2 separate regions of the Rattus norvegicus genome follow, and region 1 is linked to region 2. A link is a contact called in public Hi-C data. All regions are on one chromosome and are shown on one strand. Each heading gives the region's core, a stretch centred on a gene start, on an enhancer-like site or on the middle of the called end of the contact. The rest is flanking DNA. Distances are from core to core; before and after follow the strand shown.

Region 1 (4,682 bases), core at 1,304-3,803, 42 kb before region 2:
CCGTTTGGAATGTCATAGACCCGGGATGTATCAGGATAATTTGTATTGGCAACAAGTTCTTGGCTGTGGCTGGTCCTAGGGATGAGAACCAGTGGCTTGAGGGTTTTCCCTGACTTTTCCCAGCTAATAGCATCCCTTTGCAATGTCTAGATCTTGCTAACATCCAAAAGGTTACTGCAATCCATTCCTCCTGGCCTTGTCATACCCTCTAGATATGATGATGCTAATGGCCATTGGGTACAGGGGAAGTTTTGACCGTGGTGAGTCCTAATAGAACCATCTAGGCAATGATAATCTAAAAGGCTCTTGAGCCACTACCTTTGGCAATCAGACTATTCAGGCGATGGCCCCCAAGGAACTGGAATTTCCCTAGGAATCTCCCGATGAGGGAAGTGAAAGGCTAAGGCCCGGGTGCCAGCCTCAGGAGGAACCTGTCTCCCAGGAAGAGATTTGCCACAATTCGGACAGCTTCTCAGATCACATTGCAAGGAGGTTACAGACAGAGATGGGCAGGGCCAAGCCTTGACCGAGGTTGCTTAGGTGCAAAAATACCTTTTGCCCTCTGTTTAAACTTAAACCTGTGTTACACCACTAAGATGGGCTTGGGGAACTTTAACCTTCCTCTTCCCACTGTGGCCACACTGAATAAATCTCGCTCTGCTTTTCACTTAACTTGTTTCTTTAATTGGCGTTGCTGAGGATAGGCCGACCAAAGACTGCCTTGTCTGTTTAGGGCTGCTGCTGCCCAAATGCTGACTCTGAAGAGTCAGGTAAAAGCCTGTTCAAGCATCTCAAGGAGCTATTTAAAGATAAGAACACAGCTCAAAATTACACAATTAGGTATAGGGTCTTGGAAAGAACTTGTGTTGAGAAAAAGGGCCCACCGCAGAGGCAGTACATACATGAGGCTCGACTCTCTTGAACCTGCCCGTATATGTTCAAGTGCCAGTGATACTTACATATCCTTGGGCTTAATTTCTCCCAGTGTTAGAAACCTTCCATACAATTCTCTTCCTTGCCTTAGGCACATTTCAAAAGCCAGTTGAGAGATGATTACTGCTATTTCATTACATTAAGGAGAAAATTTAAGCACTGGGTTGGATCCAGAACTGAAAACAATGAACTCAAATTTAGTGCTAGTATTCATAAATTTTTTTTTTAATCACTAGCAGTCAGGGGTGGTGGCACATGTTTCTAATCACAGTATTCTACGGACTTTTAAGGAACATAGTTGAGTTCCACTCCAGCCTGAGCTACACAGTGAGTTCTAGGTCAACCTAGGCTTCAGAAGGAGACTGCCTGGGTGGGGGTGGGGGGCAAACCAAAAACCATCAGGGGTGAGGTCACCTTCAAAATATATTATTAATTTACATGCTCACTTCACAAACAGGACGGCAGCAGAAGGGAGGACGTTGAGTATCTTTTAAAATAAGACTTTCTGAAGTTCCATTTTCTTTTCTAGTTTGTTCTAAGACATGCAATAGGCAAATGTGACCTTTTAAATAGACCGACTAATCAACCAAAAGCTGAGAAAAGCAAAAAAAGACTCTGGGGCTAGGCTCTTGGGGGAAGTGACCAGGCTAGCAAACTGTGACAATAACTTCCCCTTCTCAAAATGGCCTAGATTAAGACTCGTAGAGGGCAGACAGACACACAGATACATATACACACTTTAACCTGGGAGACATGAGGTTGCTTCTTAAAGAAGACTAAGACACACCACGTTTAATTTGGGCCTTTGAAAGGAGTATGTACATAGAAACATTAATCATTCCAAGATAGAGAAAACCTAGTCTGGCTTCTAGGGAGGCACACCTTGCCACGTTCCTCAACCATTCCCCAACTGATGCTTTTCGCACACACGGTAAGTTTCCAAATACAAACAAGCAAAGAAACAACATAAAAGGGTTTCCTGTGAACATGAGGTACGAGGATTCCATTAAGCCTCTCTTGGGTACGCTTTGGAAGACACAGACGTAAACAGAGCGGGTTCCCATTCTCAAGGATGCACCGCCAGAAATTGAATCGGACCCTGAACACTCCCCATGTCAAGGCCATCGAGGAGCAGAGGGGCGATTCGGAGGAGTCACTGGCACGGACTGTTGGCATTGGACTCCGGATGCCTACCCAGACCTCTGGAAGGCTTCAACATTGCAGTACCACTAGACTCGGGTTTGTCCCGGCGTCGGAGGCGCGGCCGGGCCCCGCCCACGCACCAATGCGGCTGCGCACCGTGGCCACCCCGTCTCCCCTGTGACTGCCGTCACTGCCTCCGTGAAGCTCCTGCCGCCATCTTAACTCCTGGCCGGCCCGGGTCCCTTTCCCTCCTCCTCCTGGGCCCCGCAGCGGTGACAGGGTGCGGTTGGCCGCTCCGGCCCGTCAGGTCGGTGAAGCCCGTGGGATTCTGAGGGCGTGTCGAGGAGTCGGAGCTCACGGAGTCCTCGGGAAACACGCGAACGGGCGGGCCGCCCAGGTGTTGGCACGGAGGGGGCGGGCCCCTGCGCTCCGCCCCGCCCCTCAGAGGCCAGCGCCGGGGCCCGCGGCCCTTGCCCGTTTCCAGTATGGCCGCCTGCCGTGCCTGACCCGCGGCCTCTCCGTTCCGGCTCTTCGTAGGCGATGCCGATGCCGAGGCTGTGACTGACACTCTCGCTCCCACGCACGCACCGACCCGGACCCACGCCGGGAGCCCGAGCCCTGGGCCCACAACCGCTCTCTCCTCCGGCACCGCGCCCACAGCCCGGACCACGGCTCCCGCGCCGCTGCCGTCACCTCGCGGAGAAGGGTCGCGCCGGACCTCGAGCTTGGCGGCCCCCGGCCGGCCAGGATGGGGAAGCGGGCGGGAGGAGGAGCAGCCGCCGCCGCCGCCTCCGCGTCCTCCGGGGCCCGGCTGGAGCCCGCGGCCGGCCGCGGCGGGGGTCCTCGGAGCGCGGCCGCCGGCCTCCTGGGAGCGCTGCACCTGGTGATGACCCTCGTGGTGGCCGCGGCGCGGGCCGAGAAGGAAGGTGGGTGGCCGGCGGCAGGCAGAGGGCGGCGGGTGGCGGGCCACGGGCGGGAGAGGGAGGCCCGCGGCGGGCGCCGGCGCGAAGTTGCTGGGTCGAGCCCCGTCCCGAGCCGGCGACTCGCGGTTCGGCGAGCTGCCGCGTCGGCCGCGCGGCGCGGCTCTGTAGCTGCTCCGTGATTCCTTTCCTTTGCCGTTCCCCGGTCTTCCCCTCGTCTGCTGTCAGTGCCCATTTCAAAACTTCCCGAGCTCTCGTAGGTTCTTGCTACTTGGCCCGCTATGTGGTGTGGAGGCACCCGGTTTCTTGGTGGCTCCTGCTAGGTCGGTCGATCGCGGGACGCTTTTCTTGTTATCCCCTTTGTCGGGTTTTAATTTGTGCATGCGGACGGAGCTCACTTTAAAATGCGGTGGTTAAAAAAAAAAATAGCGAGACTGATGGGAAAGACTTAAATACACAGCTTATAAAATTTATATTTGCTGGAACATCTCTTTGAAGAGGCTCTTGTTTCTTTAGTATTCTTATTCAGTATCCCTTTGCGGCGTGGAGGATTGTTTGCTTGTTATTAGCCCTAAATAGAATTTCATTTGCCTCTAGTAAGCTACTGGAAGCCGATTTCCATTTCTGCATTAATAGCCTCACGTAATTTCGGTACCTTTTCTCTTTGGTGTGTGAGCCCTTAGAAACAAATGGCAGCTTGCATACCCTTCACCTATAAATTCATAATTGAAGCCTCACTCCTGTTTTAAAAACTCCCCTAATATTGTAAAGCTGTAAAACTGGTACTTTGACAAGGTCAGAAATTACTTTATAATCTTGAAGATCAAAACTGATTTGGGGGGTGGGGAGGGGGTGTCTCCGGACTACCTGTTTCTGTGCAGAGCCCAGGGGAGGAGGGAGGAGTGTGAGCAGTCACAGAGCCTTCATGAATTAATTCACAGCGAATGCTGCTTTTTTTTTTTAAGATTGAGAAAACTAGTTAGATTATCTTTCATTACACACCAGAGGAATTCTACAAGGAAATATAATTTCTTTCCTTATAATTTTGAAGTTGTTTTCCTGTATGGTTATAAGATCCCTGTTACTGTCTGGCAACTGCAGAGGTAAACCAGATTAGCCTTAAAGTGTAACTATTTGTCACTCTATTATTTATCTTTCTTAGAAACATTACATTCCCTCATTGAACTCTATAAACAGCCTCAGTCTGGTTAACAGCAAGCAGGGATTTGGCAAAGGCAAGATTATTTTAAGCATGAAAAATGTTGCTTTAAGATGGTCAGGCCTCAGATTGCCATAATTCTTCTTATTATTTATGATCGTCTGTTAGTTTAGTGTTGGTATGGGTGACTGTGGTAGCCAACATTTGGACATGTGTGTTGAGTGAACCTTCTATAGTTTGATAATTGAGTGGGCATGTCTTCTTGTGCTTCGCTGTGACCCAGAGGGGGACTTGCTTTGCTTTGCTGTTGATTGCCTTGTGTGGTGCAGGCGCACAGTAGGTGCCTCGCCTTTTCCAATCATCATTTTATACACTAACTTTGGGGGCACAGTTAAGTAAATTTGTTTGAGGATATTAGTCTGAAATATATTTGCATAATTTACAAGTGCCCATGCACCTCTCTAATATTCGTAAATAATGTGGAAGGGCCAAGCCTGTAGAGTAGCGGCCAAGGTGTTAAGTATGAA
Region 2 (4,793 bases), core at 1,514-4,013:
GGTCCATTCATTTGCGGTGGACACTTTGACTGTTCCTGCTTGGGTCTTCTGCTAGTCTCTTCCTTAGCAGGCAAGGGAGCCATCTACTTTCCTCACAGATCTGAAGCTGCTGTTGTGGGTGGTGGCATCTGTAACAGTGTAGTTTCAGAGCCACTCCAGTATCATTTGCTCTACCTGTTCTATAGGGCGCTGCTCCCGCCCCACTGATTTCAGCTCATAGCAGGGTCAGGGAGGCGTGACAGTGTACGTTTCTGTGTTCTGGTGTATTTCTCATGCTTAGGTTGCTAAAAGTAGTTGGTGATTTCAGGAATTCATTTTAAATGTTATAAATTAACTTTATTGATTTTTATTTTATGTATATGAGTACACTGTTGCTGTCTTCAGACACACCAGAAGAGGGCATCAGATCCTATTACAGATGGTTGTGAGCCACCATGTGGTTGCTGGGTTTTGAACTCAGGTCCTCTGGAAGAGCAGTCAGTACTCTTAACCACTGAGCCATCTCTCCAGCCAACTTCATTGATTTTTAAATGTGAATTAAACACTCTAAAGTAAAGTGAAAATTAAATTATGCCATTTAACATAGCTATAAAATTACTCTGTAAAGCTTTTTGGTTTGGGTTTTGGTTTGGACATGTTCTTGCTGTGTAGCCCAAGCAGGTCTCACATCCATGATCTCTCTGTCTCATCCTCCTCAGTGATGTGACTGCAGGGGTTCGCTGGAAAACTTTTGTTTATTTAAGTTTTAGATTGTTAAATCCTGTACATATGCATTGTGTAGGATTACATTTTGCATTTTAGCAAACAATACAGAGAATAGCCTTTTTTTAAGAGGGTGGCAACGCTGAGGGTTTTGATGTGAATTTCATAACCCTAGTTATGTGCATATGTAATAGTTCAGTCTCATAGCAACAATTGATAGCCCTACAGGGAAATGGACAATCAGTAGTCACACTGGGAAAATTGATCCCAGCAGTTATTGATGAGCTTTAAGTATAGCACAGGTTTAAAGAGCTCAATAACACACACTCACAGATACTCCCTGTTCAATTTCTTCCAAGCTGAAAACCCAACTCTGGTTTTCGTTTGTTTTCTTATTGCAGTGGTATACTTGAAGCCAGTGTAAGGGCAAACATGGTGAACCATACCTGTAATCCAGACAGTCAGGAGGCAGAATCAGGAGAATAGCAAAGTTCAGGCCAGCATGGGCTATATAGAGAATGATAGTCAAACCTTGTCCCAAGAGAAGGTTAGAAAGATAGCTCAGTCGGTGAAATGCTTTCTTAGAGAACCCAGGACTGCTAGCCCATGATGGCAGGCCCACAGTGGCCTGGGCCCTCCTCCATCAATCTCTAACTAAGAAAATGCCTTACAGCTGGATCTTATAAAGGCATTTCTCACTCGAGGTTCCCTTCTTTCAGGTAACTCTAGCTTGTGTCAAACTGATGTAAAACTAGCCAGCACACACTTGTAATGATGCTGCTGGGAAGGAGACTGGGGCCTGAGGCACTGGCTCAGCCAGTTCCAGATCTAAGAGACACTGTCCAAAAAATGAGGAACATACTGAAGAATGACATAGGAGATTTTCTTCCACACCAGCATACACACACACACACACACACACACACACACACACACACACACACACACCTTAAACAAGTTGACTTTGCACTTTAAAATGGTTTTTATTGTTGTTGTGTGCACGTGCGTATGTACATGGGGAATGCACACATGTGAAGGTCAGAGGACAACTCTGCAATTAGTTTTTATCCCATCTTTATGTGGGTTCTGGGGTTCAAACTCAGGTTGCTAATATTGAACCTAAAATTTGCTGGAGAAAAAGCATTTTACATCTTTGGACCAAACTTGAAGTCAGCTTTGTTACATATTAAATACTGTCCAACAGATGGACTTTGGTCAGGACAAGACTCTGGAACTTCATGCTGAGTGGCCTCAAGACTCGTGTTACAGGGGCTGTAAAGACAAACCCATGGGCCACCGTACTTTCCTAGGAGGCTTTGTTATTTTCCCAGAACTTCAATTCCCAGCATCTCAGGAGGTTAACTGGTCCTTGGGTAAGTGGGGCTTGCAAGTTAATTTTGGGTATTACATCCCGCCCCCTTTGTGTCTTGGATCAAATTCTTGTGATAGATACTTGGTTATTTTGGATTTAATAATATCAGCTTAATGGTACCAATATGGGTTAGCATTTACTTATTGTATCAGTGATGTAAGAACCAGCAGTAATTAGCAGAGGCAAGAGGGCTAAAGTCCCTGTGATGGCAGACATCAGAGTTACGATCCAGAAAGAGTCTGGAAATGGGCGGGGGACCAGCCAGCTCTCCTTTTTGTAGTTACTTGATTTGAGTACAACCAGATTATAACCCTGAATGGTTTGTACAGAAACAACAGTTTAAAAAGCCATATAATACCTGTTTGTTCTACAAACGCAGACCAAGTGCCCTACAATATTGTAGAACTATTTTAGTTAACAAATCTACCAGTTGACAAATCTGGGCCCACTTTTCTGGTATGTCAGTTAGCTGACAGTAACCATTTTGTCCTGTCTTCTGGGGAGTTTCCCTTTGACTTAGCATTTCAACCTGTGGCGGTGGGATGAGTACTCTATTCTATAACTCCCAGCTGACCTTAGGGCTCATTGCTGCCAGGGTCCAGGAGAGCTGGGCAATGAGGCATTTATCAGAAGCATCTGATTAGCTGAGCCAGCTGGAGAGACGGAGCAGTCACATAGGCTGGACTGGTTCATATCAGCTTTCTGCAAAGTCCAGAGCTCAGCACTTTGCAGTCCACAGGGGTTCCCTGGATGGAGCCTGACAGGAAGTGAAAATCTGCTGAGACAAACATAGACTAGGGACGACATTAAAATCTCCTAATAACTGGGGAAGGGGAGGAATCCAGTCTCAGGAATAGACAGGTGCAGAAACTTAGGCTGTACTTAACTGGTGGCAGGTGGAGCCAAGTCTTATGACTTCTTTGACCCTCTGAAGCTTACCTGACCTTTTAGTTTACAATATTAGTGTTAATTGTACTGAAAACTACATCATAGAAAAAGCAGTTAATAGGTGTCTGTAAGGCAGCAGGAGTAGGGACCTGTGCCTTTGAGTCCTGGCAAAAACTTTATGCTAAAAAGCATGAAAACCTCTTACATTCTTTCCTCTGTCCAGAGAGCCAGGTATGTGGGTTGGACAGAGGTGTTTTAGCCCGGTGAAAAGTGTCTTTAAGTTTATATTTAAAGGACAACCAGAGAAAACTCAAGTTGTGAGCTTGTGATGACTAGCAAGCAGTCAGTGCTCTGCCAGTTTGCAAAATCTACTGATGAGTGTTAACATTCTGAACCTTCGCATCTCAGAGGAAGAGTGCCCAGGAGGACAAGGAAGCAGACGCTTTTATAAATTACTTTATATATCTTAGATTATCATTGAGACCCTTAGGACTTATTTAAGCTTTTATTATCCTAAAACCTTCATACACCTTAGAACAATTTTTTTTTAAATCTAACCATTTATGAGAGACATGAAGTTATTATTGAAAACAGTCATTGTAAAGCATGTTCCTTTCGTGGAAAGTTACACCTGAAACCTGTTGATCCTTTAAAATGAAGCCTGTGAGCAAGGCAAATCTGTGTCCTTTTCTTAATAAGAGACCTAGTAGCTTTAACTAATGAACTAACAAGATATCTGGCTACAGCCTTGGGGGAAGGCGCTGACAAAGCTATAGTTGTCTTAGCTGTCAATATGATCAGGGATCTGAGAAGGATAAATTACAATCATGACCTATGTATCAGTTAAAATAATAAACTAGTTCATAGTCACTACCTAGACAGTCATCCCAAGGCTCTTGTGGTCTCCATGGTATTGAGGCAATCTGGTCCAATGGCCCATTGTCTTCTTGGAGACCCTGGGGGTCACTGTTAGGATCTGGGAGTCTCTGCCATAGTAAGTTTAACATCTTAAATGCCATACTCAGGTTTGAGGACAGATAGAGGCCTATACCTATATAGATGAGCTAAATAATCCTTGTTTGTTTCCAGACCTTGAAAACATGCATAGAAAGATAAATAAAGCCCTTTTCTGTAATCAATTACATAATGCTTAGCGTAACTGAAAGTATAATTCAGAGCATATCAAAGCTTAATCATCTTTAACAGTTTATAATAAGAATAATGATTTTTGAATTGAAGCTCTTCCAGTATCAAGATAAGACTTTTTGGGGGGGGGGTCTTTTTTTCGGAGCTGGGGACCGAACCCAGGGCCTTGTGCTTCCTAGGCAAGCGCTCTACCACTGAGCTAAATCCCCAACCCCTAAGATAAGACTTTTAACTCATAACACAGTTCATAGAGACTGGGAATTTCCTGATCCTTGCATGCTAAACCATTATAAAACACAGCAGTTTACTTTATGACTCTGTTTACCAAAATAGCTAGGGCTTATTAACAGTGCTGCAAAAGCAAGGGGGTTAGACATATATCCCTAAATCAGACTCTGTTAGCCTGAATAGACCTTAAGTAAGGAGGACATCCTCTTAAGCCAGAGGTTCTCAACGTTTTAGTGTTGAGTGTTTAACACAGCTTTGCATGGCGTGGAACCCTCTGACCACCAAATCCTCTCCTTGGTATTTCAAAACTGTAATTTTGCTGTTCCTATGAATCTCAATGTAAACATCCAACACGCAGACAACCCTAGGCTACCCCTGTGGTCTTTGACTTCAAGGAGTCCTGATCATAGGTTGTTCCTAGTTCTTTGTCATTCTGCTTAAGGTCGTCATTGTCTTA

What was found. Hi-C and Micro-C count contacts between places; a contact is called where the count stands out from the background.
Region 1: a Hi-C map of kidney shows a contact between it and region 2, with 2.2 times the contacts expected there. The contact joins the promoter of Tmem131 here to the enhancer-like site in region 2. A contact is called at or near these places in 4 of 12 Hi-C or Micro-C datasets (hepatocytes, kidney and liver).

What each region holds. Positions count from the first base shown.
Region 1 is chr9:46,656,352-46,661,033 of GRCr8, reverse strand. Tmem131 (transmembrane protein 131) reads left to right here and starts at 2,553. Exons shown (of 41, transcript NM_001427652.1): 1 at 2,553-3,002. The coding sequence starts at 2,825.
Region 2 is chr9:46,614,396-46,619,188 of GRCr8, reverse strand. All of the region lies in intron 1 of Tmem131 (transmembrane protein 131), which reads left to right. Among named protein-coding and RNA genes, the nearest start is that of Tmem131, 42 kb to the left of the region's middle. Within about 2 kb of position 2,763, at least 3 of the 93 cell types and tissues checked have an H3K27ac peak or open chromatin away from gene starts, as enhancers often do. A contact at or near this core is called in kidney, where this site is marked.